2 separate regions of the Cricetulus griseus genome follow, and region 1 is linked to region 2. A link is a contact called in public Hi-C data. All regions are on one chromosome and are shown on one strand. Each heading gives the region's core, a stretch centred on a gene start, on an enhancer-like site or on the middle of the called end of the contact. The rest is flanking DNA. Distances are from core to core; before and after follow the strand shown.

The links. Hi-C and Micro-C count contacts between places; a contact is called where the count stands out from the background.
Region 1: a contact with region 2 is called in a Hi-C map of fibroblasts, with 5 times the contacts expected there. The contact joins the enhancer-like site here to the promoter of LOC100773462 in region 2. A contact is called at or near these places in 2 of 8 Hi-C or Micro-C datasets (the CHO-K1 cell line and fibroblasts).

What each region holds. Positions count from the first base shown.
Region 1 is chr5:11,045,069-11,049,119 of CriGri-PICRH-1.0, reverse strand. No RefSeq gene overlaps it. Among named protein-coding and RNA genes, the nearest start is that of Hhipl2, 31 kb to the left of the region's middle. Within about 2 kb of position 1,344, at least 2 of the 6 cell types and tissues checked have open chromatin away from gene starts, as enhancers often do. A contact at or near this core is called in the CHO-K1 cell line and fibroblasts, where this site is marked.
Region 2 is chr5:10,590,459-10,594,201 of CriGri-PICRH-1.0, reverse strand. It overlaps LOC100773462, which reads right to left and starts at 2,425. Exons shown (of 1, transcript XM_035445145.1): 1 at 1-2,425. The coding sequence starts at 2,055. The coding sequence ends at 1,348. It overlaps Dusp10 (dual specificity protein phosphatase 10), which reads left to right and starts at 2,601. Exons shown (of 4, transcript XM_027418759.2): 1 at 2,601-2,758.

The sequences.
Region 1 (4,051 bases), core at 95-2,594, 460 kb before region 2:
TTTGCACACAATTTGTGCCTTTTAGAAGACCATTGGCTTAACCGTTACTTTCCTGGGGCAGCTTGTTTGTGTTAAATGGTAGTGGATGCCTCCTCCTCCTGCTCCCTCCCACCCCTCCTCCTTCCACCCTCCTCCTCCCACCCCTCCTCTTGCCATTCCTCCTCCCCACTCCTTCCCTTTCCTCCTCTTACCCCTCTTCCCACCCCTTTCCTCCCACCTTTCCTCCTTCCATTCTCCCCCACTCCTCCTACCCTTCCTCCTCCCAGCTCTCCTCCTTACCTTGCTTTCCCGGTATCCTTTTCATCTTGCTTCTCCAGTGTGTCAGTTACCTTTCTCCCAGCTATGGCCAAATACCTGATAGAGGCAACCTAAGAGAGTAGAGGGTCATTGTGGCTCACGATTTAGGGCATTTAGTCCTTCATGGTAGAGAAGGCAATGATGGCACACCTGTGGTGTGGTTTGTTCCCCACCCAGGGAAGTAGGGGGAGAAATAGAATCAGGGAGTGAATTCCAAGCAGGACCTGCCTATAAACCCAAAGGTTGATAACTACAGGCTCCCATGCCCCAGCAAGGGTCCATGCCCAACACAGCCCCCCTAAACAGTGCCACCTACTGGGCCCAAGTGTTTAAACACATGAGCCTGTGGGGGACATTTCTCATCCAAACCACTAGGCTTGTGTACTTGAGTTCTAGACACAAGGTTTTCAATCAGGCAGCCAATGGCAACATCTGCAGATATTTTGGTTGTTATAACATGATGGCGTTGGGGAGTGGGGGTGCTATTGGCATCTCCTGGGCAAAAAGTCTAGTAGTATTATTAAATGTTTGTGGTGGACAGGCAGCTTCCACCTCTAAAATCCCCACCTCTAAACATCTGCAAGCAACAGGGGCTCTGATGCTGCTAGAAGATGAGCGCTGGTAGCTCACACTTCATGCACTGGGCAGGCAATGAGCAAGGACTTTGGGAGACATCCAGCCAGCAGCCTATTTATTCTCAGTGGCCACAGTGGAGACACTCTCTACCTCTTGACATGGCACTGTGAGAATAATCTTGCACCCCAAGTTTAGAAACCTTGGTCTGAAAGGTTAAAAATAAGACAAGACAGTTGCATCAGGTCCCTTGGGAGGGCCATCTTTCTCCACGTCTGTGCTTGGGACACCTGGAGAAAGCATTAGCTTGTCTGTCATGAGCTCATCATTTAGAAGCCACAGCTGCCAAAGAAATGGGCGAGGCAAGACTCAAGTAAAAAGCTTGCTCAGATTCCTTGTTGGTGCCATGGGCTTTAGCTCATTTGCCTCAAAGTTAGAAAGATCACAAGACTTCCAGGCAAAGTGTTCCAGCTGAGTAAGTAGAGGAGAATTCATGTAAAATTCCCAAGAGAAAACGTTTTTCTCTGCACTAGGACCTCCACGGTCCTCTTGGTTGCTGCTAAGCAATTGGCCAGCAGGTGGCACTAGGTCACTACATACAAGGATTTCTGCTTGGCCTGCAAGTTATTCTTGTCAGTCTGGGAAAATAGAGTAACAGGAAAGATCTAGTTCTTAAAATAAGCCAGCAGCTGGAAGCAAACATGACCACGACAGGTACATTTTCTTGCTTGAACTGGTGGCAAAGGACATTCGCTGCCAGAGGCTCTGGCTGCAGATACCAAATGAGCAAAACACACGATTAAATGAAGTCACGCAGCAGGCCTGGCCTCACAGGTGATTTTGAGCCATCTGGCGCCCAGTCACAAGTCTGGGATCTGGCATTGTCAGTCTTCTGTGGTGACGGTCCAGAGGGAATGGCTCTGTCACCTAGACCCATGTTTTCTCTGTCAGTTCTGGTATGGGCCTGGGGTCCCAGCTTGTGCCTGTTTTGTCAACTTGCAGTTGTGACATGATCAGGCTGTCTCTTTCTGGATCATGGTTTGTGCTTCCTTGCCTGGGAACTGAGCAAAAGACTCAAGAAAAAGGGGCTGGATAGCAGTTTGAAATGTTGCAGAAGGAAACCCACCTCAGCATTCTGAGAGCTAAGTTTCTGGAAAATGCTGTGGGGCAGATTCTGACATTTTTGGAGCGTCAAATACTCCAAAGTCTGCAGTGGTATTGATGCAGGCCACTGCGGCAGAGATTTGACAGGGAGAAAAGTGAGGAGAATGGTGTCAGGTTAAATAGGCAGTAGGGTGATAGTTTTTACTAGCGTATGTTCTTTACACATAATAAGGGCTTTCATTAAGATATTCCTATACATGTATCTAAGGCATTTTGACTGTATCCACCCTCTCTTGTCCCCCTCCCACTCCTGCTTGCCCCCTCCCTCTTCCCAACAAGTCCCATTTCAACTTTCATGTCTTGTTGTTATTGTTTCATTAGGGCTGCTTGTAGAAATGCAGATGGAAAGTTATTTACCAGAGCACAGGGAACTCAGCAGTGGTTACACCACTGAAGAAAGGGCCCCAGCAGCCATTAACTGTCCATGATTCCTCAGGGAGGAGCTGGGCTTCTAGCATCCCTCCTACCTCCTGAGACGCTGATGGCCTTGTCCTGTGCACGTCATCTCAACAGCTGTGAGCTCAGGCACGCCATTGCTGTGCCATGCCTGGAAGATGGTGCCTCACAGAAAAGCGTTCTGTTTCTTAAGAAGTAAGTTAGTACTTCTTCTTCTACTTCTCCTCCTCCTTCTTCTCTAAAATAATTCTAGAGGCTGGCAAGATGGTTTAGCAGATAAAGATGCCTGCTGCCAAGCCTGACAACTTAAACCCACATGGTGGAGAGACTACGAGTTGTCTACTGACCTACAAACATGATTCACAGACAGACAGACACACAAATATAATAAAGATTCGTAAAAATCTGTTCCGTTTTAATCAATGCCTTGCTGACTGATAGCCTCCTGTCTGCCTTTTTAGGCGTTAGGGAGAAACCTGGCTTTCCTCCCTTGGTCTCCACCCTAAAGTCTCCTCTGTCCCACGCTTATTTATTCAGGTCGCACTCCATGTGAGGGGCGCTGCTCTGGCACACGTGAAGACCACTCCGCCACTGGTTCTTTCTTGAGGGGACTTTGGAGTCAGCTTGGGATGAGAAAGTATCAAACAATGCAAGAGAGGAAGCCGGGGGTGTTCCAGGGGTTGAGGAGTGGACACATCTGCTGGGGATAGCCAGGAAGGCTTCGTGGAAGAGACAGCTGGGCCTTGAGGGAGTTTGTTCTGGGCCACGCAGAAGTCATGAGGAACACCTGTGTATAAACATCTGGTGTTCACCGAAAAAATGAAGGAGAGCAAAGTGAATGAGTGGCTGTTGGAGAGGCATGGCCCCCAGTGAGATGTTCAGACAGACCAGTGTCTACAGAATAATAATAGATTTTTACCACAGTGCCTTAGGTCTGACCCCAACACATTTATATGTATTTGTTAACCTAATCCTCATGGCAGCCCCGTGACACAGGGACACCATCTTTCAGTTACAGATTAACAAAGACCTGGAGGGGGCGAATGAAGTTCATCTGAAGTTTCACAGCTTGTAACAGGGAGCTACACTTTGACCCTGGCCTATTCTTGTCAGAAGGCAAGCAGGGAAGTTAGGCTGCATCGCCTCAGCCTGCACCATCTTCAGCTCTCTGTCACCCGCACACACGCCCAGCCCACAGTGTCCTCTCTGATGTTCAGCCTTCTCTTCCTGAGACTGCACATGGCCCAGGGACCTCTGGGTGGCGCTGGAAGCCTCAGGCAGCATCCCTGTGGAGCACAGGCAATTTCTGCACTGCTGGGAACAGACAGACACAGTCACTGAGGGTACCAGCAAACCACAGCAGTGCTAGGTCTTGGCATCCCCATGCTCCTTTCTCTATAGGTCTTGAGTGTAGATTTTGTGGACTCTGCAGCATGGGAAGAATGCCCACATGCTTTGGGTAATTGAGAGCCCTGTAGCCCTATTGGGCTGAGAACTAATGGTCTTTTTTCACGTCTAGGTGAATAGGCCTCTCTGGGTGTGTGCGTTTACATGAGTCGGCACAGGCTGAAAGTGCTTTATCGTGCTTCTACAGCCCAGTCCTGAGGTAGGGGAGTTGGAG
Region 2 (3,743 bases), core at 1,176-3,675:
ACAAATCCCCGGGGCGATGAAGATGCTTTGCGCTTTCTCTGGGACTTAGGTCAGGCTTTGCTGTGTATTTGAAACAGGTTGTGTTCATGCCTTTGGCTGACGGAGTCCACAAATTTAAACTTAAAGGCCAAATTTCAGAAAACTTCCTTTCTTTTTTCTTTCTTTCTTTCTTCTTTCTTTCTTTCTTTCTTTCTTTCTTTCTTTCTTTCTTTCTTTCTTCGAAATCGAGGAGGTACAAAAGCATCATAAAATAGAGAGTGCAAAGCTCTCTCTGAAGTCTGACTTCTTCCTTGAGCATAAGCTATGCAAACTGTAATGCCTAATTTAAAAAGTCTCCATGTCTTTGCATTTGTTTGTAATCTGGTAATTATTCCATGCTTCAGGTTTGATTGATGATGAGTTAGTTTTGTCAGTTCCCCCAGCCTGGATGACTTAGATTTTTACTTAACAGGTTTGCAATAACTTACTAGTTTGAAACCATAATAAAATAATCATCTCATTAAATGAATTACGTTTCTCTCTCACATTACCCACCTCGGGGCTTTGTGAATCACAATTTACAGGTTGTAAGTACCTCTAGGCAGAGGTGCCTCCCTTCTAAAGCAATGCCTTTCACTCTCCCAACTACCTTTTCAGTTTTGTTTTCCTGGGCGGGGGTGGAGGGGTGGGGGTGGGGGGTGGGGAGTGGTGGTGGTCACGTTTTATAGATACACAGATAAACACAGGGAATCTTGCAGGACAAAAATGAGACTCAATACCTAGAACTCAAACCATGAATTGTGGGGACTCCTCCGGCCACCTCCAGTCACCTCCAGTGACTGTGCTCATCGACGGTCTGTGACATTTCATCTACAAGCCTGAAACATTTGATGGGATCTTCTTTTCTGGCAGCCTAACTGGCTAGGTGGTTCTCAAAGATCTAAGGACCAAATGCTGTGTCCTGGACACTCATGCACTGACATTCAGGGATGTGTGTGTGTTGGGGGGGGCGGGGGTTGTGTATTTGGGTAGAAAAGGGCCACACAATCTTTTTGCAACACCAGTGTGCACCTGCATGCAAGAACTCAAAGGAGATCACTGTCAGTTGACAGAGGACCACCGAAGGTGATGGCTGGATACCTTCGGATTCTAGATCGACACGTCAATGGCGAAAGAGCGTCTGGGGTCTAAAGCACGCCTTCAAACACTTCCCATTAGCAGTGACAGCTGGACTTTGCACAGAGCAGATAATGTTTTTATTCCACTTCAATTACTTGACATTTGGTCTTCCTCTCTGAGCTAGGAGGGGGTAGGGAGGTATAAAAAGCTCTATTGCTTTAGGATTCTTTGATGCATCGTCGTCATAGTTCATCTAGGCTTTTCCACTCCTTTGAATTCCAGGGTTACTGTTCTGCAGCTTCCCTGATATTTTTCTGGCGAGGCGCTGGCAGGCTTGTTCAGCTTCCCACTTCTCTTCCCCGGACACAGGCTGCGACTAGCGACCCCTCTGATGGCCAAAGTTCGGGGAACCGAGAAAGCTGGATTCGGCTCCTCCAAGCTCCTCCAGCGCCGCTCATTGTGGATGTTCACCACCCTAAACTCGGGCTCCTTCCCGCCCGCGCTTGCAGTTCCAGGCTGGCGCTCCTTGGCTCTCCGAGGGCTCTGCGCCACGGAGGGCCGACGGCCCAGCACCGCGGGGCGGATGGACTGCGAGTGCCAAGACACGGCGATCGGGGAGGTGGCAGCGGAAGGGGCCAGGACCGGGGTGGGCTGGGTTGAGGGCCGGTGCCGGGGCTGTGGCGCTGGTGGGCCGCTGGGCGAGCCCGGCCACGCCCAGCCTTGCGGGATGGCGCCCACGCCGCCGCTCAGCACGCGCCCCCAGTGGCCGCTGGAGTAGAGCCAAACCTCCTCCTCCGCGCAGCTCTCCGGGCTGCCACCTTCGAGTTCCGAGTCGGGCTCCTGTGAACACACCGGGGACGGCGGGGGAGTGACCGGGGCACGGAAGTAAGGGAACAGGAGCACGGCGCGCAGCCGCCGCGCGGGAGAGCAGTAGGGCAGCCGGAGAGGCAGCGACATCTGCGGGCCGGACAGAGCCGGGCTGCGGGGAGGCCGGCCCTGTGCGCGCTCACGTCCCGCGCTGCGCTGTCACGGCCATGGAGAGACCCGGCTTCGGGTCGCCTCCGGCCTCGGGAAAGTTGGCCGGACACTCCTGAGCCTCCACCCCGAGTCACGAAGTGGAATGGAGACCCCGCGAGGCCGGGGTCCGCCACGCCGGGAGAACCAGTTTCAGCCAGAGCGGCCAGTGCGAGCCATTGACACTTCAGCCCCGGGAAGGGTTAACCGCGTCTGGCGGCCGCCTAGGTTTACATGTAAATAGAGAGCTGCTGCTCCGCGCGGGCCCGGGCTGGCTCTTTTAAGTTTTTGATTGGTTGCCAATGACATCACCGCCCGCGTTCTAACACACCAAACCCAGCTTCGCGTCTGAGCGGGCCTCCTTCCCGCGGCGAGGCCACGCCTCTCTCTCCGCCCCCTCGGCCGTCTATTGGCCACAGGCCACTGTGAGGTAGCGGGCCGCGGGCTCTGGATCCTCATTGGTGCAGCGCGACGTCGCTCGGCGGTAGCCCCGCCCCCTCCGGAGCTTACATTTACGCTGTAGCAAAAGAGAAAGTAACTCTGTGTTGCTGCTGGGGATCAATGAAGCTGAGTGAATGGGGGCGCAGTGCGCGAGCGCATAGCTGGAGCCGGCGCCAGATGGTGGAGGGCTACGCTTATTGATGAAGTAAGTGGAAGTCATCGCGGCCACTCAGAGCCCGAGGCTGGAGGGTCCCGTGGGGTTGTGTGTGTGCGTGCGTGTGCGTGTGCGTGTGCGTGTGTGTGTGTGTGTGTGTGTGTGTGTGTGTGCGCGTGTGTGTGTGTGTAAGAGACAGAGAAATCCACATCAGTTAAGGAAGGTCCTAAGGTTTAGGCTTTTGGGTCTGGTTGCCCTGGGATGAAGGGGGAAAATGAGTTTTGGTTCGGTTAAGATGCTTTGTGGCAGTTTTCAAAGCCCAAGGCTTAGCTGATGCCCAGCGGTGGCGAGGAAGGGGGATGCTAAGTGCCCCAGAAGTGAGGAAGGAGCATTCCCTAACCACTTGAGGTTTTTTGCTCCAGTCCCTGTTTAGTGGGAGAAGGGAGACTAGCGAGGGACAGGGTAAGGGAGAAGCGCTATTTTTGAGGGAGGTTTCCCAGGGCCAGACTGGATGGCTTTGGAGCTATCTGCTGCAAGGATGCAGATTTCGGTGCACTCCGTGCCTGGGTGCGAGCCGTGCACTCAGTGTGGAGGTGCTGGTACCAGCCTGTCTCTGGGAACACGTTCTTGGGTCCTGCTCCTAGGGAATGGGCTACTGATCCCGGACGTCCTCTGCCAGGTAACACAATAGCAAAGACTTTGACTGCATCCATGGTCTAGCAGGGACACAGTTAAGCTTCTGGAATAGTACTCGCTCTGCAAATAAATAAAGTACTACGCAAGGGAGGCAGGCAGGGAGGTGAGGGAGGGAGGGAGGAAGGCAGGAGGAGGTTGGAGCCTTTGCTCCCATCCAAAGGTGGATGAGAGAAACCTGAGTCAGTGGGGATATGCCGACACGGGTGGGTACGTGCTCCTGTGTGTGCTTGTGTGGATTCTGCCGGTGACACTTTGGCTCGGTGTCAGAGAACGGTGACGGTCTTGAGTAGACCCATGATCCATAATGTTTTTCCAGGCAAATCTTAAAAGTTCGTTTAGG